3 separate regions of the Rattus norvegicus genome follow, and regions 1 and 3 are each linked to region 2. The links are chromatin contacts, called in public Hi-C maps. All regions are on one chromosome and are shown on one strand. Each heading gives the region's core, a stretch centred on a gene start, on an enhancer-like site or on the middle of the called end of the contact. The rest is flanking DNA. Distances are from core to core; before and after follow the strand shown. Region 1 has its middle 45 kb from the start of Tnp1. Region 2 holds the start of Igfbp5 (insulin-like growth factor binding protein 5). Region 3 has its middle 100 kb from the start of Tnp1.

Evidence for each region. Hi-C and Micro-C count contacts between places; a contact is called where the count stands out from the background.
Region 1: a contact with region 2 is called in a Hi-C map of Schwann cells, with 12 times the contacts expected there. The contact joins the enhancer-like site here to the promoter of Igfbp5 in region 2. A contact is called at or near these places in 2 of 12 Hi-C or Micro-C datasets (Schwann cells and mammary epithelial cells).
Region 3: a Hi-C map of psoas muscle shows a contact between it and region 2, with 5 times the contacts expected there. The contact joins the enhancer-like site here to the promoter of Igfbp5 in region 2. A contact is called at or near these places in 2 of 12 Hi-C or Micro-C datasets (frontal cortex and psoas muscle).

Annotation. Positions count from the first base shown.
Region 1 is chr9:82,087,165-82,091,593 of GRCr8, reverse strand. No RefSeq gene overlaps it. Among named protein-coding and RNA genes, the nearest start is that of Tnp1, 45 kb to the right of the region's middle. Within about 2 kb of position 2,338, at least 3 of the 93 cell types and tissues checked have an H3K27ac peak or open chromatin away from gene starts, as enhancers often do. A contact at or near this core is called in Schwann cells, where this site is marked.
Region 2 is chr9:81,911,841-81,916,385 of GRCr8, reverse strand. It overlaps Igfbp5 (insulin-like growth factor binding protein 5), which reads left to right and starts at 2,199. Exons shown (of 4, transcript NM_012817.2): 1 at 2,199-3,080. The coding sequence starts at 2,747.
Region 3 is chr9:82,142,078-82,146,505 of GRCr8, reverse strand. No RefSeq gene overlaps it. Among named protein-coding and RNA genes, the nearest start is that of Tnp1, 100 kb to the right of the region's middle. Within about 2 kb of position 1,420, at least 8 of the 93 cell types and tissues checked have an H3K27ac peak or open chromatin away from gene starts, as enhancers often do.

The DNA.
Region 1 (4,429 bases), core at 1,089-3,588, 180 kb before region 2:
GGAGGCACCCCTCCTCACAGTGCTTCATGGTTCCTGGAGTGTTTCATGATAAACTGTTTGAAACTAGGGTTGCCTGTTTTTATTACTGTGATAATATTTTTTTTAAAAAAAATGGATAATTCACTGACAAGATGGCTCAGCTGGTAAAGACCTGATGACCTGAGTTTAATCTCCAGGACCCACTTGATGGAAGGAGAGAACTGCCTCTCACTAATTGTCTTGTGACAACCACTTGGAAAATGAGCTTTCTCTCTACTGCCCTCAACACATACATAAATAAATGTAAACTTTAAAAAAAAAAAACAAAAGCAGTGGGAACTGTGGCAGGGGCTGAAGGGCTTTATCTAAGTCAAGGTTTTAGAAGCTGGAAGTTTAAAGTTATCAGAAGGCTTGGTTTTCTGTTCAAAGGTGCCTCATTTAGGAGAATTCAGAGTTGTCTCCTCAGACCCTAGTAATGACTTCATAGGAATCTCCAGAAGATCATGGCAGTCTAGGAAACATGCAACCATGTACACAAATCAAGAGATTCACAGGTTGCCTGGAAGAGAGAAAGCATTGCTGACTGCTTTCCATGGAGCTGCAAAAGCTAAAGTCAACTGGCCTCTACAAACACGTGACTTCTCCAGCCAGCACATGGTCCGTCGTCTCTGAGTGCTTGGCTTGCCTCTTCCCAGCCTTCCTTCCTTTTCTCATTCATCTTTCTCAGTAGGTGACCTTTCTGCTCTAGGCCCACCCCAGCCACTTGGCCACTAAACCACAGGAGATGAGGACGACTTCCAGGAGAAAACAGAACAAGCTGGGTGGCCAGAGGGTGAGCAGTCCTACCAGTAAGCCACAGAGGGGAGATGAGTTTCTGACACCCAGGCCCAGAGCCCAAGGGGAATGGGGTGACTCTGCTTGTTTCAGAAACTCCTGTGTTCTCAGGGAAATTTTATCCATATGTTTCTGATTCATTAACACTTAACTCATCAAAATGCTATTTGGTAAGAGCCACTGGAAGCCGAAGATGCCTTGTAACCGCCTGTTTAATGAGCCCAAAGAGCTTTTACGTTTATTTCTTGAGAAAGGGGCAGGATTTATTTTTCTCCCCTCACCAAAGCCAGCAGTCATATCCTGTATAGTGACTCAGGCCATGAAACAAATCTTTGGAAAAGACCATGAGACAGGAAAGACGAAAGTCTGGGTCCTGGGCTTTAGTCTCTCTGGTCTTGGCCAATGAAACCTTCTCCAGTTTGCTGTGTTCTTGGAGCTTATTCATCCATAGTGCCTCTCCTCAGGTGGCACAGAACCTGATTCAAAGTCCCTACATCTCATCTCTAACTTTGTTCTTCCCTTCTCGCTCACTGTAGCTCATAGCTCACCTGGTGGCTGCAATAAGTAGACTTCGGTTTCCTCTCCTTTTCTCTCCCTGCCCCTCTCCTCACTCTTTCTCTCTTTCCCTCTCCCTCTCCTCCCCCTCTCTCTAGCTCTCTGTGTGTCTCTCTGTGTGTCTCTCTCAGAGACAGACAGACAGAGACAGAGACAGAGAAACAGAGACAGAGACAGAGTGGGAGTGAAAGATAGGGGTGTGACCAAGAAAAAAAGACAAATGAGCAGCTTTGGGTGTCGGTGCTAGCTTTCCACCTTGTTTGAAACTGTCTTGGTCACCACACTGTATGCCACTCTACCTGACCCGTGATCTTGGATTGCAGACATGCACTGCCATATCAGATTTTATGTAGGCCTTGGAGATCTGAACTCTGGTCCTCACACCAATGAAGCAGGTGCTTTCCCCACTAAGCAATCCCCGCCCAGCCCTGAATTCCTTTCTTAATGAAACTTTTCCAGATGAAGAGAATCATGGAACGGAAAGTGTAATTAATGCTTGCGTTTTCCTCTGCAATATGAGTTGGCTCACATAGAAAAGAGGAAAAATAGGGGAATATTGGAGGAAAAGAGAAATGGTCAGAAGTGGCCATCAGGGGAGAAAGTACCCTACTTTATTAACTGGGGATCCTGCAGGACCTTCTTGCAATTCCTAAATGAAAGAGTCACCTTCTTGGTGCATCTCTAGCCTGCCAAATCCCTAATTAGCTGCCCTTCCCAGATGCAGAAGAATGGCCGAGATGACCTTCAGAAAACCCTCATTCACCCCAGGGCTTTTATGATGCTCCTGTTAGCCCAGCTTAGCTCAGCAAAGTCCACTAAGAACAGAGGGCCATTATGGTATTCTTCTCTTAAGACCACAGCCACCCAGGGATGAAAAGGTCAGATGCCTTGAGTGCCCTCTGGGGCAGTGCACAGATGCTGGTGCTGTGTCACTCAGGGTGAAGACAAAGCCAAAAGAGTAACCATGGACTCTCCCAGCTGGTGAACCGAGCCCCTGCCCCCCAACCCCGCAGTTCTTGCTTATTCAGCCAAGCAAGAGACAGGGCTGCTTTGATTGTTCTGGTTCCTGGGCAAGAAGGGAAGGCACCAAATATGAATGTGGCGGTATGGATGCTGAGTTGACTTCTGAGAGTAGGGGAAAGAGCTATGTCGAGGGGGATATTGGAGTCCATAGACTCCCCAGATATAGAGAGTGGAAATAGTTTTTAGCAAGTATCTAAGTTTGGCTGTCACCATGCAGAGATGGGAATCTAGTCTTGCAGAATCTTCTCTCCCATATCAAAGTTCCAGTTAGTAGCTAAAACAAGCCCTGTGTTCATTGGCATGTCTATTAAATGTCTGAGTAAGGAGGAGAAAGCTGAGGCAGGAGACTTAGTACCTTCCGCTTAGTACTTAGTACTTAAGCTTGAGGTGATGTCAAGTTGCTTCTGCTTTATTCTATTCTGTGGGAGCAAGTTGGGGAGTTCAGCCCATGCTCAATGTGAGGGAGTCATAAAAATGATGTGGCTATCAGGCTAGGTGCTACTGAGTGGCCATTTTGAGGCTATCTTCCACATTTTCCTGACAGGCTAGGGAGGTCAGGCAGTCAGCAAAGTAGTTGCCTTGCAAACATGAAGACCCGGGTTCAATTGCCAGAGGCCATACAAGAGTAAAAAGCTGAGTGGAATGGCTCATGCTTCTAGTTCCATCGCCAGGAAGGCAGAGACAGACAGATGCCTGGAGGCTTGCTGGGAAAAAAATGGCACCCAAGGACATCCAAAGCTCTCCCCTATCTGTCCTTCACAAGCCCTCACATTTGTGCCCTCATATACACAGGCAGATGCACACACAAGCATACATTGTAGTTAACCAGTTCTGGTCAGTAAGCGTGGGAGCAAATCCTGTCATGTCTCTGGGATCTTCATTCTCCCTATTGATGACATCAAATGATTTCTCAGTTCCAGAGCCCTATGGAAAACCACTGGAAGGAAAATGACAAATTTAAGTGTTTAGTCTTTGGAGAGTCAAACACCCTTCTCATCCTCTATTTAGAAAGCTTTCCCAGAAAGTTTGTACCCAGAAAGCTGCTGCTTGGATAGTGTTCCTTGGGACGACTCTGCTCCTAAGCATGTCCCTCTGTCCTTTACCCTCTGCTTCCTGGAGTTTAACCTTCCTTCTGCCTCCCTGTTCCTTGTCCCTTTTTATCTGTGCTTGGCCTCTCTGGCACCTGATAGCAGCTCTTTTCAGGCCTATCTCTCTAATAACTATTATGCAATTTGAACAAGGAGTCCTCCTCCCTAGGTACCTGAGTGACAGATAATTTCCCATTACCCAGCCAGATCATTGGTGCTGAATATAGACATGGAGAGGTAATGTCTGGCTGCCCCATTCCTACACTAATCCTTCTCTTATTGTCTTATCCAATGCCCTTTTTGACTAGGACCATCAATTCAGAAAGATGCTAAGGAATAGGGAAATGATGTAGACATAAAAGGGAGGAGAAGAGAAGGACAAGAAGGAGGAGGGGATACAACTATTATCTAGAATAGAACTTGACACTGTTTTGCCTGACATGTGACTCCATGTCTTCTCCCTGCAGGCCTTCATTAATGTCCCCATCCTTATGGTCTAGAAGAGGAGACTCGAGTTCAGTGTCCAGTTAGTATACACAAATTAAGATTGAACTCACATCTGTCTTCTATTAATCTGAGAACCACTCTTAAGCCTTGCCTTACAGTTTTGAGTAAAACTTATCTGTGAAAATAAAAGAAAATACTGTCAGAATTCTAGGAGGGTTGAATCAACACTGACCACCCAGGATGACTTACTTTACCCCAACCTGGAGACAGTTATCTTCTTGGTGCCCTCTGTGGAATAAAGTCTCTCTTTAGTCCTTCATTATGACTGAATATCATCAGGGTGTTGTCAGAAGAAAGAACTAGAAACTTAGAACTTTATTCAGAAAGCTGATCAATCCTAATCCTAGTGTTCCTTCCCTATGACCAATGTCCTGCCGAACAATGCAAACAGATGATGTGGTGGTATATCTTATAGATGAGAGAGAAAACGCCTCACTTCACCT
Region 2 (4,545 bases), core at 950-3,449:
CTGGTCCTTACACACGGGGTACTCTCCAGCCATGAGAAGTCAGCTAGCAAAAGAAAAAAAAATCGACTACTATAGGCCATATTTTGAGAGAACTGAGCAACTTTTGAGGAACTGGACAGAAGACCTAGTTTTCCCATTGCAAATGCTACACCAGGGTGAGCTGAACCCATCCCCACGCCACGCCTCTTTCTACCACTTCCCACCTGAACTTGACTCAAATGAGAAAATAACACTTGCTCTCTTTTCCTTCTAAAATACCGCAACCTATTTTTTAACATTCATTTGCTCCCTGCTTTCCCAGGCCTTCTGACAGTAGAGATAGGTTCTGGGAGCCAACCATCCCCCGGCCCCCGCCCGCCTTTTTGTTACATTGGTGCACACTGCTCTTCCTCCCTCTCCTAGCCACCAACACAATAAAACTGCGTTGGCAATGAGTGTAAAAGCACAACTTTAAACTTTGGGTTTGCTTAAAAAATGTGCCTATTGGCACACAGAGAACTGACACTCTGATCAGGATCGGGAATGAGAACACCACCGGGTGAGATGATCCCAACGGAGCCAGCCAGGGAAATAGTTTCTCAAAAGCAGTCCTCCAGCAAGAATTCTTATCATAGATAAGGGTGCAGTCTAGTGGCAAAAGTCATGAAATGCAGCCCCTTTTCCTAAAAGAACAGAGCACTTAGCAAGGGCAGAAGAGACTCCAAGAAGGGCAAGAACTCCCCAGACACCATCATGCTCTTGGTCATGTCTTTTTTACATGGGTGGGCAGTCTACAGACCACCTATCAGGTCAACTTAATTTTCAAAACAAACAAAAAGAGCTAAAGCCATCATATTCCTTCTTTCAAAAATTAAGTTTTCTTTCATTTTCCTACGGGGAGAATGGTCCCAAGTGCTGACCAGCGGTCTGGGGATTTGTGAGGCATGAAGTCCTGGGTGAGGACTTCTCATGTGGAGGCCCCAGGGTCCTGCCGTCTCAAATACCTCTGCACACATTAATCTTAAAACAAGGTCTCCTGCAGTCAGGTACCTGTTCGCTCCAGGATCTGCCTGCCCTGTTGTCAACCCCAAGAAGGTTATCACTTTAGTCTACCTTCCTTCCATTTAAAAGGACATTGAAGGTGTCTATGTCACCAGATAAAATTGACCACCCACAGCATTTTCTCCAGGGACTCAGTCACTGCTCCCAACAAAGCTGGGGCAGAAGGGGGGGGTTATCCTTTCTTGAAAGTACACAGTGCACACACACACACACACACACACACACACACACACACACACACACACGAGCTTCCCTAGTCATCTATGTAGGTGAAAGAAAATGACCATTGAGTATAACCAAAATCAGTATCCCACCAGAACAACAACGACAAGCCCGTGCCATAATCCCTCTGTCCGGACTTCTGATGGGGGGAGGGGTGTGTGTGCACACACACCCTCCTTTTCTCCTTTAAATTCATCTCAACGCCCCTCACCAGCTACTGTACACTACTTGTCCCCCAAACACAAACACACAGACAGGCAAACCTTCAATAGTCATTTAGACACTTTTTTTTCTTAAGTTGGAAATGACTTCTTGGGTAGGGTATACACGGCTAATAAGAAAATGTGACTCCTAACAGCCAGTGTCCGGGCTAGTTGTCCAGAAAACCCACTCGCCCCATTGTGTTCACCCAGCTCCTGACGATTACAGCCATCCACCCCTCCCTCTACTTTCTCCCTCTTCTCCTCTGTAGCTCGCCCCGTACCCCCAAGCCCTTTCCGTACATTCCGTGGGGAGGAGGGCGCTGTGCAGGGAGCGAAGGGGAGCCCCCGTGTCTAGAAGGCCTCTCCCCACCCCCACCCCGTGTGAGTTTGCGCTGCAAAGCTCCCTGGCATCCTTGCATGGGTTGGGTGTTGGGGAGCTCAAATTGCAGCTACAACTGGCTGGCAGCCAGGGGCCGTCTATTTAAAAGCGCCTGCTCGACCAGAGCCCGCAGTCTCTTTGGAAACTTCTGCCGGGGGTTTTAAAAGAGCTAGGAAAGAGCTGCAAAGCTGTTTGGGCTTTTTTTCCCCCCTTTTTTGTTCCTTTTTGTTATCCCCCTCCTCGGTCTGCACCCTTCTCCGGACTTCCTGCGGGTTTCGAAGAGGTGGTGGCAGAGCAGGAGAAAAGAGGTGTTGGGGTCCAGGTTTGGTGAGGTCTGAGTTTTTGCCTTTTTCTTTTTTCCTCTCCCTTGATTTCAACATTTTCCCGATCTTCTTGGCGCCGCCGACGCCTCTTACCTGTTCTGCGCAGCGGCGCAGCTGGCAGCTGAGAGAAGTGGGGGTGCGTTTTAGGTTTTAAGCAAAGGCAAAAAAAAAAAAAATTAAGCCAAATCCATTTTTTTTCCTTCACCTCTCCCCGTTTCAAGGCCTCCAAGATCATTATTTCTGTAGCTTTGGGGTGAGCGATTCTGTGTTTCTCTTCATCACCCCTCCAATTCTGCCCCGATCCCGCCTGGGTCTCCACTCACTGCGTGCACCTGGCGCGCCTCTTTTTTTTTCACCCCCAACCTGTTGCAAGTCTTTAATCCTTGCAATTGGGACTTGCGTGCAGGCACCTGAATCCTCCTTGCCTCATATTTTGCAAGTGTTTGGAGGACAGCACCTGCTTTACCTGCAAGAGATATTTTTTAAAAAAAAAAAATCTCCAGGCTCCCTCTTGGCCCCTTTCTCCACACACTCTCGCTCTCCTGCCCCGCCCCGAGGTAAAGCCAGACTCGGAAAAAATGGTGATCAGCGTGGTCCTCCTGCTGCTGGCCGCCTGTGCCGTGCCGGCTCAAGGCCTGGGCTCTTTCGTGCATTGTGAACCCTGCGACGAGAAAGCTCTGTCCATGTGTCCCCCCAGCCCTCTGGGCTGTGAGCTGGTCAAAGAGCCCGGCTGTGGCTGCTGCATGACTTGCGCCCTGGCGGAGGGACAGTCGTGTGGCGTCTACACTGAGCGCTGCGCCCAGGGTTTGCGCTGTCTCCCCCGGCAGGATGAGGAGAAGCCGCTGCACGCCCTGCTGCACGGCCGCGGGGTTTGCCTCAACGAAAAGAGCTACGGCGAGCAAACCAAGATAGGTGAGCGCTACCGGGATTCCAGTTGCACCACACGCGAGCTGGGGAGGGAGGCACCTTGGATGGGTGGGGACCCGGGATAGATTGGGAACTCGAGCGCTTTGCGCACGCCAGTGGCTTAGACCCTGGTAGCTCCTGGGAGTAGATGGGGTGGGTCCTTGCACCTCAGACTTGAATCCCTGGCAGAGCCTGCTATCCTAAGCTGCTGCCTAACTCGGCCTGTACCAGTTTACACTCCATCTCCTTTCAATCTCCACCCCAGCCTGACCCTCCCCCACTCCTAACTCGTGGCAATCCTGACTCCGAGCTCCTTCTGAGTCTCAAAGTCCAAATCCCTAGAATCCACTCTGAAAAAGAACAGGTTAAATTATCAACTCCCTTCTCCACCCCGCCCCCATACTTTTCTCCCTAAACTTTAAAGATTCTTTTGTGTTAAAGGTCATTCTAATTGGAATCTAGAGATGCGTTATCCATCTTCAGAGCTAATTCTACCTTGATTCCCTCCAAGCCTCACCCCAACCCCCATCTCAGTGCCTCCAGATTTACCTCTCCCTCCATTCCTACTTGCTCAGGGGCGCGCGCGCGCGCGCGCGCGCGCGCGTACACTCACACACACACCCCACATCTTTGACAACTAATGTCTTTTGGGTGACGGTATTGAGAGCTCACCCCCATGTACACTTGCTGCTTTTGAATTAATATGATTGACTATGATCGATGATAAAACACGTTAGACTGTAAAATGTCTCTTTTTTTTCCTCCCAGGAAGAGAAAGAATACTTCAGGAGTGCTGGGGTAGCGCGTGGGGTATGGGCTGAAAGAGTTTGGTGTTCTGTGCCGAATATTCGTCCCTGAATTTAATGCTTTTTTTCCCCTCCTGAATTCAGATTTTACTTAGGATAAAAGATGGACATAGGTTTGAGAGGTGAAGAGGGATGTGGGATGAAGACAGCCTCAAGTTCCCACTGGATGCTGGCCCTCTCCATCTCTCCTCCCTTTTTCCCCACTCCACCCCACCCTAGCACCCTCACCCTCCACCAATCACTTAAACCAGACTAAAAGTGAGTGTGGCTAAGTGCGTAAGAGGCCCTGGAAACACAGAATGCAAAATTCAAGGGGTGGAGACAAGAAGACTACGCTCTGGGAACCACCCCTCCGCTTGCCCTGCCCCCTCTTGCCCCGCCTCCAAATTCTCTGTGCCTGGAGTGTGGTTTAAATGATTGACAGAGCTTCTTGTTCAATCAGAACAGTTTTGCCTCGAGCTAGGGTTCTTTGGGGAGTTACCTTATTACATATTTTTATTATATTATATATTATATATTTATTTAAGCTTAACCAACAATGCACAAAATCTGGGCTAGGAGAGATTAAAAGCTATTGACTCTCTCCTAGAGGTCTTTAGACTTGGCTACATGTTTTATTTGGTTCCTTACAAAGATAAAGCCCTTCTCACCACCTGTCGTCCTCC
Region 3 (4,428 bases), core at 171-2,670, 230 kb before region 2:
CTGTTCTGTTCCAAAGTGTATGTCCACTCAGAACTTAGGAAAGTGACTTCAGTGATAAACAGGGTCTCTGTAGATGTAACTAACTTAAGATTATGTCATACTGGATTAGGTTGGGCCCTAACGTCAACATAACTGATATCCTTATTTAAAAAAAAAAAAAAAGTAAGCTGGAGGGATTGAGAATCTTTCGGAGCAAGCAAATCTCTAGGCCAGAAGCCTTGTTTTCAATCCCCATCGCCACATAAATGGGAGTCAACGATAGAATGGATTGTAATTACAGCACTTGGGAGGTAGAGGAAGGAGGATCAAGAAGTCCAAGACTATCCTTGTCTACATAGCAAGTGTAGAGACAGCCTGGGCTACATGAAAGTGCCTCCCCCGCCACACACACACACATACATAAAAGGGAAAGGAGAGATGGGGAGGACGAGTCAAGGGGGAGGGTTTAGGCAAAAGCAGATGCACAAGAAGAAAGGTTGAGGGGAAAGGTCACAGTCGACAGAAATGATGTAGCTCTGATCCAGGGAACACCAAGGATGCCGGCCACCATGAAGAGCCTGGAGAACCAAGGAGGAGCCCCTAACTTCAGCCTTTAGAGGGAGCACCACCGCCTTGCTGACACCTCGACTTCAGACTTTGAGCCTCCAGGACCATGAGAAAGCTATGGAGCCTGTGTGAGCCACTGGATTTGTGAGGCTTTGCCATGGCAACGTTAGGGAACTCAGCTGGTGATGGGAATCTTCTCAGTTGGCCACACTGACACAGGGGTAATAAGACTTCTCCAGACTTTGTCCAAAGATAGATTTCAGGCTGGGCCAAGATCAGGGTCCCCGGAGCCACGAAGCCACCATTTTGTTCTGCTGACCTCCTGATGGCCTGTCCCGAGTCTTTTGCCTTTTGTTAGGCATGCTCTTGGGGATTGCCTGACTGTGTGTCTGTGCCTGTCTTTTAGCGCTGTGTTTTATTTCGGTTTCTCATAAATATAGAAGTGCATTGGAGAGGAGCCCGCCTTGGCAAGCAGGCCTTTGGCAGTCCTGACAGCTTTGCATATCTCTCAAGTGAATTATGAGTGGGGACTGGGGACTGGGTTTCAGCCACCACTCCCTTGAGCCCTGTGGTCCTCCCAAAGAAAGCGACCTTTCTTCAACAAAACAGTCACTTACTGGAGGACTAAGGAGAAAGAAGAGGCTAAAATACACCCCCTTACAAAATTCTTCTTAAATGATGAAGAGAGTTTGCACACACCCCCTAAGGTCCCCACTCCTCATAAAACTCTTCTTAAATGACTAAGACAGTTTGCATGTTTGTTTACAAGAATTTTTTTTCTAGAAAAGAAAAGTAAACCCTCAGCACAGCCTGGTCTGGGGCTACTTCTAGTTCATGACTAGAAGAAAGTAATCCTTACCAGAAGCTAGAGTGACTACCTAAGTGTCAGAGCCTGTGAACTCCAGATAGATCTTTGAGCCAGCAGAATGTGTCCGGCCCACTGAGAAGTACAACCGGCCTTGACTTGACAGAGCCGTATTTCCCTTCCCCTGAAGTGACCTTGATATTTTCACTTTCCCAAACAAAATACTTGCTGCTTCTGTGAACAGTGATCACCATTTCTCTGTTCTAGGCACCTAGAACAACATGGCTGGAAAGAACCTGGGGACCCCTGGGGCCAGTGTTCTCCAAACCAGGGTGTGTGTATCACAGGCATTGAGTAAAACAATCTACTGGGGTGTGGGAAGAAAATATTGAACCTTATCGCTGTGCTTATTTTGTTCTCGAAAAAAATTATAGTCAAGACACATAGGCAGCAGTAAATCTATATAGCTTGCCAGCGTGTATATATTTGGACGTGGGCCTTTTAAAATTATTTGTGGTTGTAAAGCTTAATTAGGAAAAAATGCAGCTTACCCATTCTCGAGGTTTTTAAAGTATGTGTTGGAGGGTGTGGAAGAGAAGGGTTTGAGCAAGTGGGAAGTCTATGTATCTCCCTCTGAGCCTTATCAGGGAACTCCATCCTGTTTCTGTATCTCCGATCTCTGAGCTTAGGCACTTTTGTGATAAAGCACAAGTATGCCTCCCCCACTTTCTGTCTTATACACACACACACACACACACACACACACACACACACACACACACACACACACTAAACAAAATGACTAAGCTATTTCAGTTAGGAAAACTAAGAACCAGAAGAAAAGTGATTGCCCGGAGCCATGCAAGTCATTAGGGCCAGCGCCAAGGCTGCGACTCCCTCTCTGAGTCCAAGTCCACTGTGTTTAAGATGGGACCATGTGTGCAGCAAAGCACGTTCTCTGTCTGGGTGACCTTACATAACCGGGCAGAACGAAAGACGAAGAGGGCTGGGTAAGATGGAGTCTCTTTCTCCAGTAGCGATCAGCAACACCAGAACAGACGCAGACTGAACCTCCCTCGCTCCCTGCCCAGGATGCCTGTGTGAGCCGAGGCAGGGCTGGAACTTTTGCTCCTGACTGGATGCTCAACATCACATGCTAACTTGCCTGTCCTCTCAGGTCTCCCAAGGACACCCTCCCCAGAGAGATCCTGAGAGGCCTTCCACACTGATTTGAAATGGAGTTTGCTCCCGTCTGGGTCTTCAGAGGTCGCACGGAGCGGTGTGCTTCACGAGCAGAACGTATCGTTGGTGGAACTGCCCGTTCATTCTCTGCCCATCTCACTTGTTGCTACCAGCACACAAGGCTCAGGTGCTTCCTTGTCTTTTTTATTTTAACTAGTGTGATAAAAAATGCTCTCCATGAGCCTGAGAGAATGAGGGCAAGGGATTGGGGACCATCTTTAATGAACGTGTTTTGCATATTTAAAGAAACAATATGAAGAAGACTCAGGAGCGTAGCTAACAGTCAGTACCTCTGCTGTTCACCAAAAGGGTCCTGTGAGAATCAAGAGTCAACAGAGGTGTCCTCATGACCGAACTCCTTCAGGGTCCAGAATGTGTCTTAAATCTGCATGCCCAGTGCTTAAGAAATACTAGATATTTTAAAAACTGTGATCAGTAAGTCTGAATATTAATTCAGCTAATAAATGAATGAACGAACTCAGAAATTAGGAGCTCACTTGAGATAGGCCAGGAAATTTCATTGTGCAAGTAGGCTTTGACAGGTGGCTAGCATCTGAAGAAGAGGAGAGAATGTATTTTAGGTTGTGACAAGGTTCTGAGGCAGAGGCATGATTGGAACTAGAGAACCACTCTGATGGAGAAGCAGCATTTCTGGAAGGAGAGCTGAGGATGAGGGCTGAGAATACAGTTCAGGGCTAGAGGGCTTGTATAGCATGTATGAGACCCTGAGTTCAGTTCCCAGAGCTGCAAAAACCACTGTGAGCTGAGGATTGTCTCAGAAATCTCCAGCTTGACTCTAGCCCAGTGGCCCTCCACCTTCCTAATGCTGAGACCCTTTAATAAAGGTCCCTCGTGCTGTGGTGATCCCAAACATAAAATTATTTCCTTGCTACCTCATGACTGTAATTTTGCTTCTGTTATGAATAGTAGTGTAAATATCTGATATGCAGGATATCTGATACATGACCTTCTGAGAAAGGGTCCTTAGACTCTCAAAGGGGTCGTGACCCACAGGCTGAGAACCATTGCTTAGCATGATTCCCAAGGCAAGCAGCACCAAAGACACTTAGTCTTCTACATCCTGTCCGGGAGCCATTGTCTTCTCTATAAGTGTTCTGCGGATTCATTGTGTTACGATGGCTGAATCTTCACACTGAACTCAGTTCGGTGTTTCCATCTTTCCTTTCTGTCTTCCGTTTTATTTCATTTCATGTGAGATGGGGTCTTATACAGCCCGGATTGACCTTGTACTCATTCTGAAGCTGAGGATGGCCTTGAGTTCTTGGTCCTCATGCCTGCACCTCCTAAGTCCTGGGAACACAGGCATTCATCACCACATGGGTTATGTAGTACTAAGATTTGAACCCAGAGATTCACCCATACTAGCCAGGTACTCTACCAAGAAAGCCTTAGCCGATCCTCAACTCACAGTGGTTTCTGCAGTTTTGGGAATTGAACTTAGGGTATCATTGTGCTAGACAATCTCTCTACCACTGACCTGTATTCTCAGTCCTCAATTAATTAATTCATTTACTTTACCTCCCAACCACAGTCCCCTCCCTCCCTTTAGCTGTCAGTCCTTCTCCCCCTTCCCCCAGCCCCATCCACTCCTCCTCTGTTTCTCTTCAGAGAAGGGGAGGCCTCCCATGAATATCAGCCAGTCCTGGCATATCAAGATGTAAAAAGATAAGGCACATTCTCTATTGAGGCTCAGTGAGGCAGCCCAGTAGGAGGACAAGGTCCCAAAAGCAGGCAATAAAGACAGAGACAGCCCCATCTCCTGATGTTAGTAGATGAAGACGGAGCTCCACAATTGTAACGTGTGCAGAGGATCT